7 separate regions of the Mus musculus genome follow, and regions 1, 2, 3, 5, 6 and 7 are each linked to region 4. Evidence: chromatin contacts called from public HiChIP or PLAC-seq and promoter capture Hi-C data. All regions are on one chromosome and are shown on one strand. The core of a region is the stretch at or near the end of the contact, and the rest is flanking DNA. Distances in the headings are between cores, read along the strand shown.

Region 1 (3,546 bases), core at 468-2,967, 1.1 Mb after region 4:
TTGGGGAGGTCCAGGCCACCTGCAGTGCTTCTCCTGAAATATGCTGGTGGGTGTGCAGGAAGCTGGCTGCTAACTCCACCAGCACAAGATGCTCAGCCAGCCGTGAGCCTGTACGGGCTTCTAGTGCCCCTGCCCCCAACTCTGTGAACACTCTAGCTCCTCTTACTTCCATTCAAGTCCACTGGCATGCCTAGCCTGATGGTGGTAGGAGGTAGGCAGCACAAGCTAGTGGTCTCTGGGAGCAAATGACCGACCTTATCCTCGATGTTTGTAACCTGTCCAGCCCTCATGGTCCTTAATCGCAGGTCTAGGTGTTCATAGAACCCACACTCCTGGCTCTCTTGAAGATGAAACTAGCCAACAAATGCCTAGCACAGCAGGTCCCAACATGAGTCAGAGCTCAGAACAGTCTGTGGTCAGTCACCCACTTCCCTCCTGCATGAAGATTGGGGGGGGGGCAGCTAGCTGCTCTGAAAGATCTTTCTCTCAGTCCAGGGACAATCTATCAGATGGTACCTGTGCTGTTCAAGTAGGCACACCCTTCCTGACAGTGTTCCTGCCCTGCTCCAGCCTGAAGCCTGGACAGGGTCTGACCACAGGACTATAGGGGTGGCGGCCTTCCTCAGAAGACGCTAGACGGACGGAGTGTTAAAAAGGAACCTTCAGCAAGTGGCTGTTTCCTCTGTTGTTAGGATAACCAGCATATTCAGCAACATCTTCACACTGGGCTGTGGGGGGGTACCAACGGGGGCAGAGACCTGGATAGGGAGGGACATAGCTGAGTGCAAGGAGGGACAGAGACCTACTCAGAGAGCAGCTCTGTGGCTTCCTGTGTCCTTGCAGCCTAGAGTAAAATGTGTACACGAGGAATCCTATCCTGATTAAATGCACCCCGGACTCAGCTCCCCAAATAGAATTAGCTCTAAGACCACATACTAGCAGGGTGGAGGAGGGGACCCTTTTGCCAAGGTTGCCCTTCACTGAGTCCCTGACTGACGCTTGAGCTGACCAAAATGCATTCCAATACACCCTCCACCAGAGAGGCCTGAGTTTCTTCCTGACTCTGTCCCTGCTCCTGCCACAGGAACTCACGGAGACCCCTGGCACCACAGGTCATGGAGGGCTGCAGTATAGGGGAGGCCCAGAGTCACTCAGAGAGCCCTAGCACCACACAAGCCTGTCATGACACAGGCTCCCTGAACTCGAACGCCAAGGTCCAAAGTGGGCCTCAGATGCTGCCCCCCCTTCTCCCCTCCCCACAGGGCAACGAAGTGCCAGTCACGTCCCACCATCCTATGACATAAACCTAACTCAAACTCCCATTACAGGGGTTCCCCCTTTGGATCCACACCTCAGTGGTCCCTGGATCTGACAGTTGGGAGGAGACGGGTACTCACAGCACGCAGAGTGCGTAGGCCCGGGGGATGGACTCGCTGGCACGCACAAGGAAGCTCCCGTCCTTGCCGGCTCTGGAAAGTAGCTCCTCTGCCTTGGAGCGGGTGATGTTGCCATGGTTCCACCCAGGGACCATGGCAGGCATGGGTCTCCTGGACTGGGTCAGCAGCCACTCCCAGGACGGACACTCCAGCAAAGTAGTTCAGGGCCCTCTCTAGGCTGAGACCTGCCGCCTGTTGCCTCTCAGAAATTGCCTCTGCTGCTCCTACCAGCTTAACTGACTGACTTCCTGTTTCAGGCACTCAGCGAGGGAGAGGAAACTGAGCTGCACAGAACTTCCTCATTATAGAAACCAAGTGGGGGGGGGGCATCATCTACCTTCCCACCCAGCCAGCACTGGCTGCCTGCTCCACCCTCTCACTCACTGGCTCTCTATTTCCCCTGAATGGGACCTAACCTCCAGAAGCGTCCATTATCAGCCGAAGTTCCACACGAGGGACGCAAGGGCTCTTTTAGCGTCAGGTTTCATGGCTGACTTCTCAAGCCTGGCCCAACATTTGTGAATAGGCCAAAGGCATGGCTCTCAGAAACCTTTGCTGATGTCCACAAGGGTGGTCACAGTTTTCCCCAGCGCCACCCAGCATACTTGTGATGGTGAGCTTTAACTGTCAACTTGACACAACATAGGATTGCCCAGGAAGAGAATCTCCATGAGGGAACGTCTGCATTGGGCTAGCCTGTGGATACATCTGTAGGGGTTGTTTTAATGAAGCTAGTTGATGTCAGAAGACCCAGCCCACTGTGAGCAACACTATTCCCTAGCTAAAACAGTCTGGTTTGGCCCCTCTGGACCTCTGCTGGGCACCTGGGGCTCACGGAAGGGCTTACATGTCCCTATGGTGCAAGCTGGCCACTTTGGTGATATATGTTACCGCGTTCTGCACTGCAGAAGCCCAAATGGCCAGTCAGGCTATTCCCTCTGTGGCTAGACATGGCTATGTTTGCTCACCCCTTAAAGGTCACCGTTCAGTACTAGCTGAGTTCTGCAGGTACTAAGGTAGCCACTGTCCCTTTGATCCCAGAGCTGGGTGACCTTGTTCCTCAGGCCAGGCCCACCAAGGGAAGTGCTGGCTTACGGCAGAAGTGGTGATTGTTCACTCCTTCATCTGAACCTTGTCACGTTAGATGTGACAACAGACCTAAGCCAGGCACCCCCCTACACACACATGCACGCACATACTGGAGCTTGGTTGAGCTTATCGCTCTCAGCCTCAGTTTTCTTTAGACTGCAGGGTGTAATTCAGAAAGGAGCTCTGGTGTGTGGAGGACATGGGAGCTGTGTTGATGTCATCCATGGCAGGAGCTTGGGGCCTGCAGGGCACAGCTGGTGGGAAATCTGAGAGTGGGTAGAGTACTCCAGCCAGGTCCTGAGCCAGAGGGAGGGGACATGGTCTCGACAAGAGCTCACGTCTACATTCTGATTTTGCCACCTGGAGGCTGAAGATGTTAACTCTAACTCTACAAGGGACCCTTCATGGAGTCCTCTCAAGTTCACAGTACCCCATGCAGCCCTCCTTAGGAAATCTCTGTCTAACACATTGTCTTAGTCAGGGTTTCTATTCCTGCACAAACATCATGACCAAGAAGCAAGTTGGGGAGGAAAGGGTTTATTCGGCTTACACTTCCATACTGCTGTTCATCACCAAAGGAAGTCAGGACTGGAACTCAAGCAGGTCAGGAAGCAGGAGCTGATGCAGAGGCCATGGAGGGATGTTCTTCATTGGCTTGCCTCACCTGGCTTGCTCAGCCTGCTCTCTTATAGAGCTAAGACTACCAGCCCTGAGATGGTCCCACCCACAAGGGGCCTTTCCCCCTTGATCACTAATTGAGAAAATGCCTTACAGTTGGATCTCATGGAGGCATTTCCTCAACTGAAGCTCCTTTCTCTGTGATAACTCCAGCTGTGTCAAGTTGACACAAAGCTAGCCAGTACAATTGACCCCTTGTCAACTTGACACACAAACACATCACTAGTAAGCCTCAACCCTTACAATCTTATTCATCCCCATTCTAAATAACTTTAAAAGTCCCACAGTCTTTACATATGCTTAAAATTTCAATCTCTTTAAAATATCCATCTCTTTTAAAATC
Region 2 (3,426 bases), core at 116-2,615, 1.2 Mb before region 4:
TCATAAAGATCGATTTATCTTTATCTCCCAATTAAATGTGCTTGTGATACATAACACACGTCCAACATGAGCCAACTCCCCAGCCAGAGCTCTTCCGGGTGAACTGATTTTTTAATGACCTATATAACAATGCCCTCCTTTGCTCCTTGGCCTGGTGCTGTCAGCAGTTCCGAAAGGACGTCTAGACCAAGGAATCTGAAGAACAGGCAGGGGGACCCGAGGAAGCCCAACGCGCTTGGCAGGATCTGCCTTCGCCACGAAAGGATCCCATTTTAAAAGGAACACAAGATTTGAAAGTTTGTTTCAACATAAGAAAAGATGACCAGAAATGCCTACTTTCCTTTCGCCGCAATCCCTCCAATCTCCTAACCCCCAAATTCCCGGCTTTTTACCATTGTCGAGAACAGGGGAAATATCTTGAGGGACTCAGCTCCATCCAGCAGTCCGCAAAGGGGAACCGCGTGCCCAGGAGTCCTCGCGCTGCGCAGAGCCAGGGTGAGAGCTCCCTCCGTTGCCAACGTGCTTAATTAGTGCCTATTTACAAAACGCAGCTTTTATTTGAGCAAACATCATAAAGCTTTCATCAGGATAATCTCACGTTATACAATCCAGAGGCGTCGCAACCCCCCCCCCCATTCCTCCCTGAAGATGGAGCAGATAAAAGACTCGCTTTATTATCATAATTATCGTGGCTGTTATTTTGGTGTACGCTGGCAAAGTGGGTAAATAGGTGCGATGATTAAGAATGTCATGAAAAATGAGCAGGGATCGCTCACGGAGGGCCCAACCAGGAATGAGGGAGACCACCGCCGGCCGCCCCGCTGCCACCAGCGGGCCGCAAGCAACCATTCAGCTTCCGTGTCGTGTGAGCAAGGGCTGACAGGCCCAGGCGCACCTCTGGGAGCAGACCTGCAGAGGCAAGACCTTAAACGCTATCCGGAGACCTTGCCCGGACCCTTGGCACAACCAGAGCGCCCCTGGTTAAGGTGAGCATCACACAGGGTTCTGCTGTAGTAAAACACTCCCGGCCCATCGGTGGCGGGTGCCAGTTCCAAGCCGCCTCTCATGAGGCCTCCACAGGGATGCCAGGGACTCTAGGGTCTGAGTCGGGTAGGTAGCAAGGGTCCCTCTTAAGTTTGCTCCGCGCGGTGCAAAGGCTCCAGCTCCCAGGCCAGCACGCTCCAACCGTGGCGCCGGTAGCCCATTTGCGGCCCGCCTGGGTGAAGGGGGCGGAGCCCTAATTTCGCCCCGCCTTCCCCTGAATAGCAAATAGGAGTTGGTGCTCGGTCCCACGTGACACGAGCTCCGCTGGGCAGCTGGCAAAATGTGAATGAGAAAGAGGAGCGCGATTTAAAGGTGCTGGCGGCGCCCGCCAGAGACAAGTGCGCCGGCTTCGCGCGCTCCCCAGCCGCCCGTGGGAGACGACGGACTGCAGGACGGACAGACGGACGGACGCACGCACTGCTGGTAGCTGGGCCGAGACCTGCAGACGCGAAGCGCGCGCGTTCCGACGGGCTAGCAGCCGGGAGCGGTTCCGGCGAACGCGAGGTCCCCGGCGCCCTCTCCATCCCGGGCGCACGGCCTCATCGCGCTCGGTGGCTGCACCCGTGCAGGCCGGGTATGCTGCGGGTCCTGCACTGAGGGGCGGCGGCGGCGTCTGCGCTCTGGGCACCGCTCAGCCCCTGCCCGGAGTTCCCGGTGGTACTCCCAGCGTCCGGAGGGCTTCCAGGCGGCGGCGGGACACGGGGACTTTTCGTCTCTCCCTGGCTTCTCCCGAACGCGTCTATGAGCGCAGCGTTCCCGCCGTCGCTGATGATGATGCAGCGCCCGCTGGGGAGTAGTACCGCCTTCAGCATAGACTCGCTGATCGGCAGCCCGCCGCAGCCCAGTCCCGGCCATTTCGTCTACACCGGCTACCCCATGTTCATGCCCTACCGGCCGGTGGTGCTGCCGCCACCGCCGCCACCGCCTCCCGCGCTGCCCCAGGCAGCGCTGCAGCCCGCTCTGCCGCCCGCGCACCCTCACCACCAGATCCCCAGCCTGCCCACCGGCTTCTGCTCCAGCCTGGCGCAGGGCATGGCGCTCACCTCCACGCTCATGGCCACTCTGCCCGGCGGCTTCTCTGCGTCGCCCCAGCACCAAGAGGCGGCGGCTGCCCGCAAGTTCGCTCCACAGCCACTGCCCGGAGGCGGCAACTTCGACAAAGCCGAGGCGCTCCAAGCGGATGCGGAAGACGGCAAAGCCTTCTTGGCCAAGGAGGGCTCGCTGCTCGCTTTCTCTGCGGCCGAAGCGGTGCAGGCGTCGCTCGGTGAGTCGGCGGCGCGCGCAGCCGGAACGCGGGGACGGGAGGGAGTGGGGGCGGGCCAGCTCCGGGTTCCCGCCGAGACCCGGGGGACGAGGCCGCGCCCCCGCCCGACCTCTGCGGGAATAGCTGGAGGAGTTGCGGTGATGCCCACCGGAGCTTTCCAATGGGGCATTTAACGCCAAGCAACAAGCAGGATCCTGGGGAAAGGAGGCGTTTAGAGCTCTCCTGCTAGCTACTCCAGGCCACACATCTGGTGGCGTGTTTGGCACACACACACACACACACACACACACACACACACACACACACACGCTGTGATTATTGAGGGTCCTTGGTGTGTTGCAACCTTAAAGAGAGGCCTTATTGGGCTGGTTTTTTTCTTTTTTCAGTTGCATATGTACCCAATAGAGTCCAGACTCAAATATCTTCACTGGGTTCTCTGTTCATCCAAGAGAATCAGATTCCTGCGAGACTCTCTCTCTCTCTCTCTCTCTCTCTCTCTCTCTCTCTCTCTCTCTCTCTCTCTGTGTGTGTGTGTGTGTGTGTGTGTGTGTGTACATGCACGCACTAGGAACTCTAGGGTGGAAAACTTCTCCTAAGGAGACACAAATGATATGTCTCAAGAAAGCTGCGGGCTGGCATCGGCCCTACACCACTCACATCTGCTGTGAAATTGAGGCTCACTTAATTTTAGTTGTTCAGATGGTGGTGGGGAGGATCATGAACTCCCCCTTGGTCTTCAAACAGTCCTGGACCCCAGGGAAACAAAGGGGATATTCTCTTGGGCCTCAGGTCCGAGCAGCATCCTGATACTTAAGCTGTTAGAGGCTGGGAGGGTGAGCGGGAGACATGGCAGCCCCTTGAGTGATGGTTCTGGGCAAAGGGCCGTCGCCTCTACTGTCTCCTCCTCTCCTTTGAGCTTTTTCTCACGCTCCCCCCACCCCCTTCCTCAAAGGCCAGGAAATCGCAATGTGTTAATGTGGTAGAAAGACAATCTGCTGGGGGGAGATAGGGGTGAGGTGCCCAAGTGGGAAGGGACTGGGGAAGGCAGTGTTCAAAATGTAATAAAATGCCGTTTGGTTTTGCTTTCAGTCGGGGCTGTCCGAGGGCAAGGGAAAGAC
Region 3 (3,215 bases), core at 653-3,152, 1.5 Mb after region 4:
TGGCTGTTGTGACCCAAGGGAAAGAGAGGGAGACCGGGAAGGTGCAGATTCCCTGCAGTGGGAAAATTCAGTGTGATGTTCTCCTACCCTGGGATCCCTCACCCCCACCCCCACCCCCACCCGCAACCGGCATTTTAAGGCCCGAGGTTGGGAGCTAGCTTCCGCTAGGGGGCAGCAGAGACCTGCTCTGCTCTGCTTTGGCCCATGGGTGCTTAGACTCCCATCGGATTGGGTGGCCCTGCTGAGCAGGTGCCTGGAATCTCGACGACGTACCCGGCGAAGCAATGTGCAGCCGTGAGCACCCAGGATGCTGCTACCAGGACACCCCCGCACAGAGGCAACCCTCCAAGTTGCAGCCTCACTAGCCAAGGCCAGGCCCCCGAGGGAGCCGTGCTGCCACCGACTATGCGGCCGTGAGCCCGGGTCGTGTTGGCAACGCCTTGATGTCTTTCTCCACATTGTACTAGAATGGCAGAAACGGCGTCATGAAGCAAAAGTTTTAGTTATCTTCACGTTGAGGCCCACCTCGCTTTCAGCCCTTGGAGTCTTTTAGTTTCACCTGGCTCCGGTGGGTCCTGGAGGAGGGGGGCTTGAGGTCTAGGGCGTCCAGGTCCTACTGAGAAACAATCCTTTGAGCCTCGCTGCGCCCTCTTGCGGATCTTTCGCTTTATTGGGGGGGGGGGCTGGGCCTCATCTTTCAACCACTCTCCACTTGGCCCGCCTTCTAGCACATGGAACTATTTGAGCAGCCATGAACTGTGACCACCTGAGCCCACACTCTCCCCTCCTCCCTGCTGTGTCTCAAGTTTGGCATACCCCTTCCACTTGGACCTTCAAAAAGAATCTGACCCCAAGGACGATGGAACCTAAAAATAAGGGCTGGACATGGACAAAAGGAGGAGTCCCCTGTACCAATGTGAGTCTGCTGGGTGGGGTAGCACTTCTGGTACAACCTTGGCATTCATGTAGTCTGTGCTGGATCTCCATCAACACGCGCTTTATGGCCCACTGGGCACTCCTCTGGGCAGCCTGCAATGCCTGAGTCCCCTGGGCAGATAAAACTGGGAGGGGGAGGGACATGGGACACAAAGTCACATTCCCTTGGCAGAGAGCCCCACTCAGTCTAAGTCTTCCTGAACCTTGTCTGGGGAGTCCCAGAGAAGCGTGGTGAACTCTTAGACTACCAGGGATGTAGAGATGGGGAGAGAGGTCAGGCCCCAAGGGCCAGCCCTCAGGGCAGATGGTGCTACAATTGGGAAGGAATCTCTGAAAAGCTCCTTTCTTAAAGATTTCAGAGGAAAACCACTGCCCACCGACATCCAGGTAATATGGTTAAGGTATCCATCTTTGGGCCCAAGGCATGCTGCCCCGGGTCTTCTAACACCGTTATCTCTGGAACCCCTTGGCAGTGTTGCTGTCTCTGCTTCCTGGGTGAGGCTGTCTACCCTCCCTTCCTATATCCCAGTTCCAGGCTCCTCCTTCCAGCAGAAGGTGGGCAGAAGGACCACAGGCCCTCCTAAGTGTGAGAGATAAGCTCATTTCCCTTGTCCTCCCTTGACCTCACTTTCCCTATGCCCCTCCCACCTCCCGTGGTTCCCTCGGACCAGCCCGGCTCACCTTGCAGGGCGCCGGGGGACAGGCGCGTGTACAGTGGATGCCCATGGGCAGTTTGGGAGTCTGGGGACAGTAGCAGCAGCAGCAGCAACAACATAGCCAGCGGCATGGTGACCTGGGGCCAAGGCGGGAGACCCTGTCCTCTTTATTCCTGGACTCTACCCTCTCCTGTGATTCTTCCTGCCCACAGACTTTGTGTCCCTCAAACCATCTGATCCCGTTGTCTTACACTAAACTACTCACTTCTAATGGTCCGCACCTCACCTGGCCCTCACCTCCTGGGAGCCCTCAGGGAAACGATGCCCTGGAGCTATATAGAGGACAGAGGGGTGTGTGTGCGTGGGAGGGCAGCCAGGACTGGGGGAGGGAATGAGGTAGTGGGCTGGACCCTCACCTTTGAAGTCTCATCGTCCCACTCTGCGTCTCCCCACTTCTGTGAAAGCGGCCCTTGTTCCTGCGGTTGCTTCAAAGGGGCTGAGATGGGGCTGGAGAACTGACCGTTGGGCTGGGGGCCAGGCAGAGGGAGACTGGTGGGCAGGGGCTGGGAGGGGGGATCCCCATCTGTTTCTGCCACCCTGGGGAGTCCACTGCTCTGCTGGGACAGGCACTTTTGGAGGGAGGAGAGCTAGGGATAGGGGTGGGTGTCCTGGGCAGTCTCACCCCCTAAGCAAGCCATTGAACTTCCAGCCCCTCTGCCCCTAATTGCTTGGCAGTGTCCCTCCTCCGTGTGGCCCTTTCTAAAGATGATCAAAGCATTCTAATTTGCGCCATAATTGCTGCACTGGGGTAGCGGGGTGGGAAGAGGCAAAAGCAAGCGGGAGATGAAAGGCCCCACTGTGGCCCAGTTTGGGGAGCGCAGGATCCAGCAGGACCCCTGTCCCTGCCCACTCAGTGTGTCCAGCTTTGTTTTCAGTTGCTGTGACCCTGATCTGGCAGGAGGGACTCTTGAGAGAAGGTCATAAACAGGCAACTGTCCTGATATCCAGTCACCACCTGGGGTAGGGCCGAGCCTTTGGGTACAAACAAAACAAAACTACCCTTGGCACCTTGATTTGTGCTGGCAGCAGGGACATGTTGGTTAAGGGTTTAAGTACAGGAATTGGGACACACTGTGGCTAGGGGATGTGTTCTCTTCAAAGGGACTGCTTATCACAGCACGTAGCCTGTCTCCCACCACCAGGAAGGTAGAGAGAACGGTAGGTATAGATTGTTGTGTCAATTCAATGACACTAGGGATTGGAGTTATCTCTGCATATCATAGGTAAATCCTATGTGCTCTCCAAGTTTCTAGCAGAGAGGTATGGCTCCTGTATGCCTGCTGAAGCCTGGCCAGGCCGGAGTGGCCAGCATAGAACTGTCTGTCCTCACTCTGCCTTCTTGGCATGTGTCAGGCTTTGAGTCCAGTCTGATGGCAGGAAGGGAGTAGACCCTTCTCTCACCCACACAGCAAAGGGCAGGGCATGGAAAAGCACACTGTTTCAGATCTGGCTCCTACAAGTTGAGAAGACCCCCACCCCACCCCACCCCATCCTTGTCTCGACTCCTGGGATCCTACAAGTTGTTGGGAGCATGTGGAATCTCTTCCTTTGGCTGGCATCAGA
Region 4 (3,278 bases), core at 435-2,934:
TTTCCTTCTAGGTCCCAAACAAAAGGATGTGAGGCCACAGGAGTTAAAAGGATGGGCACAGAGGGAAACTGAGGACGGGTGAAGATTTGGCCTAGTGTCTAGTGGTGAGCTCCAGGATCCAGCCATGCCAGAAGAGAAAACCCTTATCCTAAACATTTTCCATGTATCCAGAACTATATTAATGTATTTATCACTTTGCCAACTCAATTTGAGATTAATTTGAGACAAATTTTTGTGCCCCTGTTTTTTTTTGGGGGGGGGGGGGAGGGGGTGCCCATTGGAAAGCATCCCAGAACCAATGCATCACTGATCTTAGGCAGGCTGTCTGCACTGAGGTCCCCTTAGCAAGTACCAGCACACAGACCTAAATTTCCTCCTCTAGCAAGCTGGACAGGTAATCTGAGTGGACCTTGCCAGCACCAACATCCATCACCAGTCCCTGGGCTTGAGTCTAGCTGGTGGAAGCCTAGACTGGCTTTTGGAGTTGTGAGAATTAAAAGATGGAATTGAACAGGTGTGATTTTTCTCACAGGCTTTAGTACAAATGAAATCATGTATTATAACAGCATTAGAAAGGAAGGTTCCTCTCTCTCTCTCTCTCTCTCTCTCTGTGTGTGTGTGTATATATATAATTTTTAAGATCACAAATGATAAGCATTTTTATTTTCTTTCCCTGGATTACATTTGCAACCTTTTCTGACCCAGAAGCCTGACCTACACAAATGTAAACCATTTTCCCCTTGGCTGTCATCTCTAGTTCCCATCATCATCAAACCTGTGTCACTCATAATCACCCCCCCCCCGACTTCCCTCCACATGCAGAAATAATATTCATTTGCTACGTTTTACAAGGTAGGATAAAACCACTGAATGGAGTCACGAAATGGAACCCAGAAAATATGTATTTGTGACTCATCACACCACCAGCTCCAAGCTAGCTAGGGTCTTCTAGTGACCTAGCTTTCCTGAAGCCTGGTCAGGTGATTTGGACCTCCCCCATCCCCTACCCTCACCCCATCCCTGGTAGGTTCTCAAGGTAGAATGACAAAGGTTGCTTTAAGACTAACCTAATCTGGGATGTCAGCAGAGTGGAGGGGGTGGGGAAGGGGTGGGGAAGCATAAAGCAAGGCTCCAAAATGGGTGTCTGAGAAAGAAATGTCTGGAGTTATCTAGGCAGGTGGGTGGTAGGTAGTCTTAACTGAGCCTCCTGGGCACACCCTAGACTTAGGGAGCATACGCATCAAGGAAGAATAGGGACCAAGACACTAGGGCACCAAAGAGCGTGAAACCACGCGGTGGAAATGGATTAGGAGTGGGCAGCAGCAGGGCTGCAGGCTCAAGGAGGTCAGCTCCTCTCCTCCGCCCTCCTGCGTCGGTGCCGCAGTCTCACCGCCCTAGCCCTCTGCAGTCGCTGCCTTTGCCCGGCCAGCTGCGGGCTAGGCCCCGGGCGGGGGTTCCGGAGCCCGGAGCTATTTTTAAAAGACGCGTCACCGGATTGGGGAGGAAGAGTCCGCGTCCAGGCCCACAGTCGGCGCGCGGCCGGCGGGAAGGGTCGCCTGGGCGAGTTTCGAACGATCGGAGCGCGCGAAAAGACGCAACCGACCGAGAAGACCCCGCCTGACCCCGGGAGACCGCGGGGCGTGGCGGGCGAGGGGCGTGGCCTGTGGGCGGGACTAGAGGGGCGGGGCCGGCGCCCTCCGGCCGCAGCAGGCTGGTGGCGGCGGCGGCGGTAGCAGCAGCGCCTAGTACTGCAGGGACAGCAAGGCAGCTACGCTAACTCGGACGCCGGGGAAGCCCGCGCCCCGCCTGCGCCTTTGCGGCGCTCCCGGGAGCCGGAGCTAGAGCAGCTCCGAGGTGCGCCGAGACCAGAGGCTGCTGCAGAGCCGCGGTGCGGGAGAGCCGCAGGTCGAGCCGGGCTACCGCGCAAGGCGCAGACATCCTACACCGCGGCGTCTGTCCGTGGCGGCTGCGCGAGAGACAAAGCCTCCGGAGAAAGATGCCCGCGGAGCACGCACCAGGCGGGCCAGGGAGCCGGCCCCTCCGAGCCTAAGCGCGCCTGGCCGTGCGCCGCGGGGACGCCGAGACCCCACCGGGTCCAGCAACGGGCGGGGCCCAGGTGCGCCCGGCCGCAGAGGGCCTGTGACTGCTCGGGGGGCGGCGCCCTCCCGCCGCAGCCGCAGTCGCAGTGGCCGGCGCCGCAGCGAGGAGCCATGGGCAACATCTCCTCCAACATCTCGGCCTTCCAGTCTCTGCACATCGTTATGCTGGGCTTGGACTCGGCCGGCAAGACTACGGTGCTCTACCGGCTCAAGTTCAACGAATTCGTGAACACTGTGCCCACTATCGGCTTCAACACCGAGAAGATCAAACTGAGCAACGGCACTGCCAAGGGCATCAGCTGCCACTTCTGGGACGTGGGCGGCCAGGAGAAGCTACGGCCGCTGTGGAAGTCCTACAGCCGCTGCACGGACGGCATCATCTACGTGGTGGATTCGGTGGACGTGGACCGGCTGGAGGAGGCCAAGACGGAGCTGCACAAGGTGACCAAGTTTGCGGAGAACCAGGGCACACCGCTCCTGGTTATCGCCAACAAGCAGGATCTGCCTAAGTCGCTGCCGGTGGCCGAGATTGAGAAGCAACTGGCGCTGCACGAGCTCATCCCGGCCACCACCTACCATGTCCAGCCGGCGTGCGCCATCATCGGCGAGGGCCTCACCGAGGGCATGGACAAGCTCTATGAGATGATCCTGAAACGCAGGAAGTCTCTCAAGCAGAAGAAGAAGCGGTAATGCGCTAGAGCAGCGATCTGGAGCAAGGCTGAGCGAGCAAGCCAGTGAGTGAATGAATGGACGTCTGGGTTGAGCGAGAACCCGCGAACAAAGACAACGAACCAAAGCGATGATTCGAATTTTTAAAACACGATCTCTGTATCCAAATACAGGACTTGGAGACTTAAGCCGGGTGTGGAGGCTGCATAGCCACCCATCTCGTCACCTGCCCCACCCCCCCACCCCAGCTCAGAGGACCTTTTGTCTATAATGCTTGAGCTACCGGTGGGATAGGGTGGGGGGGACCGGTGGGGAGTGGACGTGAGGACGCAAGGGTCCCGTGGTGTGCCCTCTGGCCCCAGGTGGGAAGCTTGGATGTCAGAGAGACAAAAGCGATTTCTTCTTGCTCCAGCAGGGCCAGAAGTTCAGACTGCCCAGCCCCCACTGCGGGGGGGAATCACGTGTGAGTTACCTGAGGTATGCAGTTCACACAGAACCCTGGGGGGGGAT
Region 5 (3,333 bases), core at 306-2,805, 1.2 Mb before region 4:
ATACAAGTTGGGCACTCTCAGCATGTGGATGAACGTGTTGTCATGAGAGTGACATTGGTGGAATGTGTACTCATGTACTGTGATCCATGGGAGTAAAACTCATCAGCACAAGCCATGTTCTCTTAGTTTCTAATATACAGATAGCCTGAAATTAATTTACACAGTAAAACCCGGGTCAAGAATTAACACTGCTTCCTTCAGCTTAGGAACACAGAGGACACCAGTAAAACTGAGGACATCAACATACTGAACCCAAGACACCACCACCAACTGGTATTCAAAGGGGCACCAAAGTCTCTGTGCACCGTCCTCTACCAAGAGCAGATAATGCCCGCTGACTAACACACTCTCTGTTAGTGTTTTCTGCCTCACTCAGCAGCTGCAGAGGGACAACCACAATGCAGACTCCAAGGGTTCTTGTTTTGTATCAGAGTTGGGGTCACCTTGCTCTTCCTCGGGGTACAAGCACCACATGAGGAAACTTTGCCAATTTCCAAATAAAAAATACTGGTGACTTCTTTTAGCAAGAGTGGCGGGTTCCTCTCAGAGACCTGACTAGACTGTGGCAGGGAGGAGCAAGGCCAGGTGCCTGGGGTCTGGCCGGTCACTTCAAAGTGAAATGCACACTAGCCAAGACCCTCAACTTTCTGCAAGTGAGCATTATGGAGAATCTTGGTGGCTGCAGAGCTAGGACTTGCCCGGAGTTTTCGCAATACACTGAGAAATGACCCTTCTGGCTCTGTGCTGCTTTCAGAGGGCTTCCATGCTGAGGCTGAGCTGGAGGCTGGTATCAGTACATCTGACCAACCGAGCCTTCATCTTCATACACTTCTAAGGCAGTAGAGAGCAATGGGACCTTCTTCTCACCCGCTATATCTCTGGAATGTCATTTCCCAACAGGGTCCACCCTAGAGCCTCATGCTAGGAGCTAGTGAATCAAGTTTTACAGACACAACAACTTCCTTGATGGACAGAGGAAGCAGCTATGCCTTAGTTGCCATCTGCAGATGCCACAGTACCACATACAAACACAGAAAGCTTGTGGAGAACAGGGCGACTGGTTCACCACACCCATACACTTCTACTCAGAATACCACAGGTGGGAAGATCCTACCACCACTTCCTATGCTGAACCCGCTATTTCAACAGACACTGTGGGTCAGGGACAGGCATGTCATGGTAGGGTCGCGACAAGTGGATTGAGGTAAATGGCCCTGAAAGAGGACCAGCTCCTTTATAGGAAGGGGCTGAGGGACTCTTTCAAGACTGAACACAGAGCACACAGAACGCTGTCCCCACCCCTACCCCCACCCGGGGCTTCAGCTTCCTCTCATTCCCACCTCGCCCCCTAAACAGCACTGGAATGCCCTGTCCCCTGATGGGCTTCATAATGAGAAGAGCTGTCAATCACAGCTCCATTAGCCTGGACAGACTTTCAGTTCCTGAAACAATTTATTGGATTCCCAGAAGCAAATGGGCCTTCTTCCTTTTCAGCTCTGTTTTTTAGGGAGCTATTCAGAGGGAGTGTGTGTCCTTCTGTCCCTGCTGGGCCGCCTTTGTCTCCTCCATCTACTCATGAAAACAGTTTCCTGAGTCTACCTACCTCCTCCGCCCTGGTTTTCCTACTGTTTGCCAAAATGTCTTCCCTCCCCTGTTCAGCTGCCACACTACCCCACCAGCTGTTTCCAGCTACTGAACCAGGAAGGCAGCAGTGAATCCATTTGCAGATTTTTGGAGCCGGGGGTGGGGGAAGGGGAGAGGCACATTACGTGAAATTAAACTGGTGCAAAGAAAGAATGAGCTAATGAGTGAGTGTAGCCAGTTCCCAGGTCCAGATCCTTCCTTCCCCCATAGGAATTTAGCAAACTCTATGAAGAACGAGTAAAGATGCAGCCGCCAAAATTTTATCAACAAGCATTCAGTTTTCCTAATGGTGAGGCAGGATCTGGCTATGAAGTAGCTCAGGCTGACTGCAAACTCTTGACTGTAGCCGGCAGAGTGCTGGGTTACAGGCACTTACACGATGCCTGGTGAGTCATTTTGAATGTATGAGGTTCTTAACATTTTTAAGATTTATGTTGATGGGCAGTGGTGGCGCACGCCTTTAATCCCAGCACTTGGGAGGCAGAGGGAGGTGGATTTCGGAGTTCGAGGCCAGCCTGGTCTACAAAGTGAGTTCCAGGACAGCCAGGGCTACACAGAGAAACCCTGTCTCGAAAAACCAAAAAAAAAAAAGGTCTATGTTGATGATGACTGAAGTTATGTTCTGATAAAAATTTCAAATATATATTAAAAAATTCAACCTAGTAACCCACACGTAAGGTCTCTGTAGCTCCTGGCTCCTGAGCAGAAGAGGGGCTGAGGATGACGTCTGGTAACACTTCTTTCTCTGCTCTTCCTGAAGAATGACATGCACAGTGCCCCTGCCCCTGAGCAGGAGGACGCTGGCTTTTAGGCATAAATCACTTTAACTTTTAGCCTGGGAAAACAGGCTGCAGAAGCAGAGAGAGGGCTATGTCTTGCCTTCTGAGGCTCTCGAGTCAATAGTAAATTGGGGGGACACCATTGTGCCATGGAGATCCAATCAGGGTAAAATTATGCAGTCATGTACGAAATAATATCTATTAGGCTAATTTAATCACCGAATACTTTACAGATGAATTAGAATTTAGAATCCAATTATTTCCAACATTCGGACTGTCAGAGCCTGTTTCTAGGCAGGGGAAGAAAAAGGGGGAAAAAAGGAGTAGATGATGATTAGGGTTGGCTTTAAAAATGCAGTCAGCAAGGCTGGGGCAGCGAGGGAGGAAGAGCGGCTCTGCTCAGGGTTGCACTAGCTCACACTCTGCCCCACCCTACGGGACCTAAGGGACACACTGATCCCTTAGCCCCGATGGACAGCCATTGTCCTGGCCAGGAACCATACAAGCCCCTAAAGGAACCCTCCTCCTCAGGGCTGGCACTTCACAAAGGCAGCCGGCTGGACCATATCCTGGGGTCGTCAATGGTGCAGACCAGCTACTAGGTCTGGGAGTCTGTACCCCAAGGGCACCGTAGGAGCCATGGTCACTTCCTGGGTGATCTTGGTCCCTGCCCCCAGCCCCTGCCCTATCTAGTACTACACTGCCTTTCCGGGACAGTAAGGTTGTCTAGAGTCTGGGAGAAATTGAGAAGAGACCCGGAGCCTGGGGCCTCTGAGGTGGGGAGAAAGTTTCTGTGGGGGAAACTGAGGCCTGGGAAGGGTGGTCAACACCAGGGGATGGGCTCATCTTAAAAAACTAAAACTGGGGCTGGAGAGATGGCTCAGCAGTTAAGAGCACTGACTGCTCTTCC
Region 6 (3,321 bases), core at 462-2,961, 1.1 Mb after region 4:
TCTGGCATTCAGTGGCAAAAACCAGAACCAACATTTGTGGCAATCGGATGTCATACTAGGCAGACATCTGAGATTCAATGGTGCCTACTTCCTGCATCCATGTCCTACTGTGACATATGGGCTGTACCTAATGGCGGCTCTCTGACAAGCAGAGCATGGCAGAGTGATGGGATGCCACTTAATGTCACTTCCACGAGCACATCACAAAAGTCTGTGGTTCTGGGAGATGGCTCAGCTGAGAAAGAGCGTGGCATGCAAACGAGAGGTCAGGATCCAGGTCCCCAGAACACAAAAGCTAGGTGGGCCTGGCTGTTCCCAGCACTCAGCGGGCAGAGGCGGTGATCCTCACAGTAAGCTAGCTAGCTAGACTAGCTGGATTTGACTAGTTCCAGGTCTAATGACTGACCCTGCCTCAATAAATAAAGTGGAGATTCTTCAAGGAAGACATCTGACTTCCATAGCTGAGCGTGCTCACGTGGAGCGCATCACACAGCCATGTCCTTGAAGAGAGAGATCTCTGGAATCTTCTGCAGCCTCAATGAAGCAAGGTGTCATGGCAGAGAGGCAAACAAACAAAACAGAGCAAGCTGCCCAGCCATGACCAGCAGGAAACAAGGCCCTCAGTCCAGCAATCCCCAAGGAGGCGTGCAGGCCTGCCAACAACCCAGGAGGCCTGTGTGCCTTCTCCACACAGCCTTGTAAAGAGGCGTTCTGGCCCTCAGCCACCTTGCCTCCAGCCAGTGAGAGCCCCTGAACAAAGAACGCGGCCAAGCCCTGCCCAGATTCCTGACTCACAGAAACCTAGAGTATAAGTATGCCCTGCTTCTTGGCAGTACCGGTTGGGTTAATTTATTACCAGCGGTAGGTCACAAAAAACAATAGCTCATCGGAGGCTTACATAAATATGGGCAGTGTAGCTATTAGCATTGAGAAATGAAAGCAATGGGTTAAGAGGCAAGGTTTTGGTACCAGCTAGGATGGGTTTCAATCTTGGAGCAGCTTACTATCTATGTGGCCTTGGGCAAGATGATCTATGAACATATGTATCTTTAAAATGCACCTGATTCTCAACTTGTAGTGAGGGCTCAGGGCTACACAGAGAGGTTATGCAATCTGCTTAGTTCAGTGCCTGCCACGCAGTAAGCACCAGGCAGAAGGAAGCCGTCACTAATCATAATTCACTGTAATAGTAACAATTGATTAAGACCTCTCGAATAGAGCAGCTGGTGTCCCCTGCCTGGGAGCTGTCAAGCTGAGCCCTGACGGCCATGTAAAGCAGTGATTAAAAGTGCTGGCTTAGTTGGCAAACCGCTTGGCATATGTGCACTGGGACTTGAGAAGATTCACAACTGTCACATAAAAAAGGGGCACAGTGGCGTGCTCCTTTAACCCCCACAGGGGAAGTTTGAGACAGGAGGGGAGGGTGCAGGTAAGATTCGGAGGATGGCCGATCAGGTAGCCTGGCCAATTAGTGAGCCCTGGGTTCCATAAGAAAAACAGAAAACAATAAGAGAGAGACCTGGTGTTCACCTCTGACTTCCACGTGTGTGTGCACGTGTACACATACTAACACAAAAGTGACCAGAACCCAAGAGGATCATAAACACTTACCCAATCTCAGACTCAGGGGGCGGGTCAGTCAGTGGTGGGGCGTCCATTCTTAGTCAACTTCCGATATTACCTTGCAGCCAGGGGCCGTTTGGGTCATGTCAACCTGCACCTCAGTGGCACCTCCCCTTTTGCCTGGCTCCTAGGGAGGTGTGTCTGGCTCCCTGCCTAGGTGCAGGGCACCCAGCAAGGTAAACACCCAGACAGGAAGTGCCTGTCCCAGGAATGGGGCCAGCTATAGGGAGGCAGGTCTGAAGGTCAGGAATGTTTCCCAGGGAGGCTTTTCCAGGCTATAGTACTCAGGGACAGGTAGGGAGCTTGTGTGCTTATGTGGGGGACACACAGACCTGCACTGAGGTGCCCGGACAGGACCGTGGATGGGAAAGGAAGAAACTGAAGCACTTATGAGGGGGCCTAACACCCAGGAACTTCTGGCTGGCAGGTGAGCAAAATATATGTTTATTTTATCTTATTTTTTAATGAAATGAGATCAAGGAAACCGTAGAAGAGAGGTCACTGCTGGGGAAGTGCAGAGTGTTGCAAGCATTGATTGAGAAGAACTAGGAAAGAGAAGGCAGCCAGACTGTCCATGGGAAGGAGAACTTGGCTACCCTTGCAAGATTCCAGCAGTACCTATGAGGTCCTGGCTATGCCTGTGAGCTCCCAGCCCATCTTGGCTTAGTGATTCTCCCAGCCCAGCGTGTTTCAACATCTGTGAAGCACGAAGCAGGGTGACCCCTCTTTCCAGCTCCTATACCTCCAGCTGTGGAGACTAGGGAGACAATGTACTGCAAAGGACAGGTCAATAACTTACAGGGCCCTGTGCAACAGGAACGTGCAGGGCCTCTTGCCAAAAACCGATAAAGAATCAGAGAGAGGCAGAAGCCTCATGTTAAAGTAACTGCAGAGCCCTCCAAGACCAGGGCACTCACTCCCCATGGTGCTCGCCCTGGTTGTAAATGTATGTGTAGACTGTGAAGTGCTGTGATTTCCGTGTGCTGTTGGCTCAAACCTCAGGGTTAAGGTGTGCTCTAGGGAGGAGACTTCACAGCTATGGAGTAACAGCCCCTGTGTTGCTGCCCCACTGATGTTGCTCCTCCTGCTCAGGGACCATTTCAGGACAAAAGACCCTACCCTCAGAACCCTCCAGATTTGTGTGCTTGGTGGCCAAGAAGCCAGAGTATGTTGTGACTCGGTTGAGAAAACTCAGCTGGATATAGCAATAGAAGGTTCTTATTTCCTGTCTTGACCAATATGTGGGATATTCACGAAGCCATCAGCTGCAGGGAGCTGGACTTGGGATTCCTGTAGTTTTGGCTACTCTGCTATCTCAGCTAGTGACCAATGTCTTGTTGCCTTGAGAGAAATGGCTGTCTTAATGCAGAGAGACATTAAGGCTCTGGTTGGGTCCCCCCACTGTGTTTTCCTTTCCCCTCCCCCTTTCTTCATCTTGGCCCACATTTGATGTTACTTAGTCTCAGAAAGGAGAAGCCAGAGTCTCCTTGGAGACTCCAGCATCCTGGACAATGAAAATGGACAATAGGCCATCTTCCTCAACCACACTCTCAGGCCACTCTTTGAACAACCACAGATTTTCATGGACATGGTCCCCAGGATAGGGAGACACCCAGCCTGTCCTGTTTCCTAACGGTAGCAGCAGTCCCTGTGGCCCCACTGCCAGGGATACCACAGTGAGTTTGAACATTAATGAGA
Region 7 (3,526 bases), core at 472-2,971, 1.2 Mb after region 4:
CTCCTATCTCCCCACTCCCAGAATAGCCAGAACCCCAAAACCCAAGGTGGGATTTGCATGCTCATGCCTGCTGTGGGCCCGCCTGTTCCTAGGGGAGAAGGAAGTCGTGGAAAAAGAGGGAGGTGAGGTCAGGCGAGGTCTTGGCTATTCCCAAAGCTTCTGTGGGAACAGAAAGCCCACCCACTAGAGTTGTGTATGTATAATCTGACCGGGGCTCTGGCTAGAGGCTTAGGTTGGAAGAAACCTAACAGAAACCTGGACAGGAGCCACTAGGAAGGCTCCAGCTGCAGGGTCCTGCCAGGCAACAGCCTCACTGTGGCAGGAAGCGGTGTGGGTCTCAGCTCCAAGTCCTAGGCAATAGAAAATGCCTCCTCCCACTGTAAGTCCTAACTCAGGGGTACTTCAGGCTACATTACCGAGCACAGCTCCCACTCCAGAAGCTGGGTGTGTCCCAACATATGAGAAGAGATGGTTCTCCCCAAAATCCATTCGGGCTTTGAACCCTGCTCACACTCTGAACACTGAGTGTTGACTGGACATTTGGCCATCCTCAGAGCCCTGCATTGAGCCCTGGTGAGGCCTTAGCATCCCACTATGAGGGAGGCAGCGTAGTGGGTGCCACCTTCTACAGATTAGGAAATGGCCAAGAGAGGTATGAGCCAGGCTGGGCAGAGTCAGGTCTTTAGCTATTTCCTGGGGTGTTGAGGGGAGGTAGAACGGCCCACAGACCACCGTCACCATCCTGGGGTGTGGCCGCGAGTTCCGAGGCTATGCTTCTACCACAGAGGTGACTTCTTTCCTTTGTAGACACACAGACACCCCTAAAGTTCAGGCAGCAATGTTGTAAGACAACCAGGGAACCCAGAGGCCTTTCTGCAGACTACTGAACAACTGCGCGAGATTTATTTTCTCATAATCAAAGCCTATCTGTGCCTATGTCCCTGCTCTGAAGCAGACCCAGAGCAGGCCTGCCATGCAGTGTTTTTTTCAGACCCCAGAGAGGCCACCTAGGGCTCAGTCCAGTTTCCTCACTATCCTGCAAAAGACTCTAAGAAATATTTATCTCTATGGGGACAGCACCTAGGTCGTAAGTCAGAAGGAAAGGGTTTGCAGAATTTAAAGGAATCATGAGTCTCTGGGTTTTCTGCCCAGAGGGTCTCTGGCCTTTAGCCCTTTGCCTTATGTCTGATGAGTCCTCCAGCCTCCCAGGTCCAGAAGTCTCCAGGTGTTCTAGCGGCAAAGTATTACCCCAAGAACATCAGACAGCCAAATGTACCAGACCCTGATACCCAAGTCTTTTTCAATGGCCACCCATCCTGCTGCTAACATACATCATCTTACTCGGTTTCTACCAGCCAGCATTGTGGGAGTCTCCCAGAATCACCACAGCTGGGAATCCCACCTTGTGTGAGGGGCTTGTACCCCATAGGTACTGGAGGATCTGGTCCCAGTGGTAGTTATTGGCCCTGAGAAGTTGGTAGCAGCAGAGCTGAGGGCCTGCGCCCCTTACCTGTGAGCACCGCAGGGGCCAGGACCCCAGAGATGAGCAGCAGCGCCACGCGCAGGGCCAGACAAGATGCCATCCTGGCAGGGAGTGAGCAGTCTTATGGGACACAGAGGACTAGGCGGCTGGGCTCAGGCAGCGGGAAAGAGGCTTCAAAGAGCTGGGAAGGGTTTTCATCAATGCAAACTCTGTCCTCCTGGGACACCGTGCCCGCCCCTCACACATGCACGCGCATGCACACACACACACACACACACACACACACACACACAGAGAGAGAGAGAGAGAGAGAGAGAGAGAGAGAGAGAGAGAGAGAGAGAGAGAGAGCGCACTCAGACAGACCTGCAGTCCTGAACTACCAAACAGCCCCACCCTGGAGAGGAGAGGAGAGGAGAGGAGAGGAGAGGAGAGGAGAGGAGAGGAGAGGAGAGGAGAGGAGAGGAGAGGAGAGGAGAGGAGAGGAGAGGAGAGGAGAGGAGAGGAGAGGAGAGGAGAGGAGAGGAGAGAAAAGGGGAGAGAAAGGGAGAGAAGGGGAGGGGAGGGGAGGGGAGGGGAGGGGAGAGAGAGGGTTCCTTTCCTCTCTCTCTGTCTCTGCCCTGCTCCCCTCCTCTTTCTCTTCTCTGTCTCTCTGTCTCTGTCTCTCTGTCTCACTCTCTCTGTCTCTCTCTCTCTCTCTCTCTCTCTCTCTCTCTCTCTCACACACACACACACACACACACACACATATTCCTGGACTAGTGAAAGTACAAACTTTCCCAGCCTCCCAAGACAGGAGCCTCACCCAGGCACAACAAATGCCTTGAGCCACTGTGCTCAGGACTCTGGGAGACCCTGCTCAGGACCCTTCCACTGGCCCTTACTAAAGCTAAGGTTGTGAGGCATTTTCTATTAAAGCCCCTTGGCCAGCCGCTCTAGGCCCCTTCCAGGAAGGTCTCAATGCACAAGTCCTTCTCCCTGGCTCCCTTGTTCTTGTAGGCACTCTCCACTAATCCAGAGACTCAGTTTCACCTTTAAGCCTGGGCTTGGCTCAGAGTTCAGCTCACTACCTTCCCAACAGGTCTGACCAAGCACATTGGCCTCCTCAGCCTCTGCCTACACCCACAGATGGACTTCAACACACGCGCGCACACACACACACACACACACACACACACACACACACACACACAGGTGTGCTCACCCTGCAAGTTCCCCAAGTCTCTTAAGCCCCTGAGGCTCTGCTACTTCATAGTTTTCCAAACAAAAAGGCAAATTCCCTAGCCAGTCTTCCCTCTGCTTTCCTGCTCTCTCCCTATGTTCCAGCTGCTGGCCCCAACAATAGGGCTCCTGCAGGATACTAGCGTGGCTCCTGCCCCAGGGCCTTTGCACTCTATCTTCTTCCCTAGAAAGTAGTAGCTACACTCATCATCATGTTTCTCCAGGTCTGAGCTTGGTCAGTCAGCCTGTGTCCTGTCGTTGGGTCACTTTAAGGTTCTTCACAGCACTTACATTTTTATGAATTTTCATATCGCTCCCCCTTGTGTGTTCATTTTCAGAAGAGAAGCATGCACACGAGGTGCATGAATCAACCTTTCGTTGCTGTGACAAAGTGCCAGAGATGACTTTTTAAAAGAGTTTACTCTGGCTCATGGCTGCAGGTTTTATGGTCCTGGTCAACTTGTCCTGTTGCTTGAGCCTACGGAGAGGCAGAGCATCACAGTGGTGGCAGGGAACAGGGGAGGCTGCGGTTCTCACAGCAGAGGAAGAAAGGCAGGGAGACACACCTGGCTGGGGACAAGACACACTTTGAAAAGCATGCTGAGGTCTACTCCCAACCAGGTTCTGCTTCCTTCAGCTGTGAACCCATCGATGAAACAGCTAAGTCACTAATGAAGTTACCACACACATAATGCAATCTTTTCTCAATAGTGCCACCAGCTGGAGACTATACCTTCAACACACGAGCCTTTTGGGATGACACTTCATATCCAAATCATAAAAAAAAAAAATGTGCAGAAATTTTGTGTACAGGTCAGCGAACTC

The links. Promoter capture Hi-C pulls out the DNA fragments that hold promoters and counts their contacts. HiChIP or PLAC-seq counts read pairs in DNA pulled down with a chosen protein or histone mark.
Region 1: an H3K27ac HiChIP or PLAC-seq map of double positive thymocytes shows a contact between it and region 4, with 4 times the contacts expected there. The contact joins the promoter of Inpp5d here to the promoter of Arl4c in region 4. A contact is called at or near these places in 1 of 39 promoter capture datasets (liver), 1 of 484 Hi-C or Micro-C datasets (CD4 T cells), 6 of 115 datasets of contacts at active chromatin or transcription factors (bone marrow-derived dendritic cells, double positive thymocytes, pancreatic cancer cells and 3 more) and 2 of 9 other capture datasets (adipose tissue and liver).
Region 2: a contact with region 4 is called in a promoter capture Hi-C map of liver, with 7 times the contacts expected there. The contact joins the promoter of Gbx2 here to the promoter of Arl4c in region 4. A contact is called at or near these places in 5 of 39 promoter capture datasets (frontonasal cranial neural crest, hippocampal neurons, liver and 1 more), 2 of 484 Hi-C or Micro-C datasets (LSK cells and embryonic stem cells), 2 of 115 datasets of contacts at active chromatin or transcription factors (astrocytes and embryonic midbrain) and 1 of 9 other capture datasets (adipose tissue).
Region 3: a contact with region 4 is called in an H3K27ac HiChIP or PLAC-seq map of thymic regulatory T cells, with 12 times the contacts expected there. The contact joins the promoter of Prss56 here to the promoter of Arl4c in region 4. A contact is called at or near these places in 1 of 39 promoter capture datasets (liver) and 2 of 115 datasets of contacts at active chromatin or transcription factors (pancreatic cancer cells and thymic regulatory T cells).
Region 5: an H3K27ac HiChIP or PLAC-seq map of embryonic stem cells shows a contact between it and region 4, with 2.9 times the contacts expected there. The contact joins the enhancer-like site here to the promoter of Arl4c in region 4. A contact is called at or near these places in 2 of 39 promoter capture datasets (hippocampal neurons and liver) and 3 of 115 datasets of contacts at active chromatin or transcription factors (embryonic forebrain, embryonic midbrain and embryonic stem cells).
Region 6: a contact with region 4 is called in a promoter capture Hi-C map of hippocampal neurons, with 5 times the contacts expected there. The contact joins the promoter of Neu2 here to the promoter of Arl4c in region 4. A contact is called at or near these places in 2 of 39 promoter capture datasets (hippocampal neurons and pre-B cells) and 1 of 9 other capture datasets (liver).
Region 7: a promoter capture Hi-C map of liver shows a contact between it and region 4, with 6 times the contacts expected there. The contact joins the promoter of Snorc here to the promoter of Arl4c in region 4. A contact is called at or near these places in 2 of 39 promoter capture datasets (both in liver).

What each region holds. Positions count from the first base shown.
Region 1 is chr1:87,618,483-87,622,028 of GRCm38.p6, reverse strand. It overlaps Inpp5d (inositol polyphosphate-5-phosphatase D), which reads right to left and starts at 1,717. Exons shown (of 27, transcript NM_010566.3): 1 at 1,398-1,717. The coding sequence starts at 1,540.
Region 2 is chr1:89,929,115-89,932,540 of GRCm38.p6, reverse strand. Gbx2 (gastrulation brain homeobox 2) reads left to right here and starts at 1,365. Exons shown (of 2, transcript NM_010262.3): 1 at 1,365-2,308; 2 at 3,398-3,426. The coding sequence starts at 1,786. It overlaps LOC102637806, which reads right to left and starts at 466. Exons shown (of 4, transcript XM_030244408.1): 1 at 393-466. The coding sequence starts at 436.
Region 3 is chr1:87,182,001-87,185,215 of GRCm38.p6, reverse strand. It overlaps Prss56 (protease, serine 56), which reads right to left and starts at 1,902. Exons shown (of 13, transcript NM_027084.2): 1 at 1,618-1,902; 2 at 954-1,061; 3 at 560-613; 4 at 274-463. The coding sequence starts at 1,723.
Region 4 is chr1:88,700,597-88,703,874 of GRCm38.p6, reverse strand. It overlaps Arl4c (ADP-ribosylation factor-like 4C), which reads left to right and starts at 1,684. Exons shown (of 1, transcript NM_177305.4): 1 at 1,684-3,278. The coding sequence starts at 2,211. The coding sequence ends at 2,789.
Region 5 is chr1:89,869,008-89,872,340 of GRCm38.p6, reverse strand. The region is part of intron 16 of Agap1 (ArfGAP with GTPase domain, ankyrin repeat and PH domain 1); the gene reads right to left. Among named protein-coding and RNA genes, the nearest start is that of Gbx2, 61 kb to the left of the region's middle. Within about 2 kb of position 1,555, at least 34 of the 459 cell types and tissues checked have an H3K27ac peak or open chromatin away from gene starts, as enhancers often do. A contact at or near this core is called in embryonic stem cells, where this site is marked.
Region 6 is chr1:87,572,417-87,575,737 of GRCm38.p6, reverse strand. It overlaps Neu2 (neuraminidase 2), which reads right to left and starts at 1,711. Exons shown (of 4, transcript NM_001160163.1): 1 at 1,612-1,711. It also overlaps a transcript of Ngef not described here.
Region 7 is chr1:87,468,396-87,471,921 of GRCm38.p6, reverse strand. Snorc (secondary ossification center associated regulator of chondrocyte maturation) reads right to left here and starts at 1,721. Exons shown (of 3, transcript NM_028473.2): 1 at 1,511-1,721. The coding sequence starts at 1,583.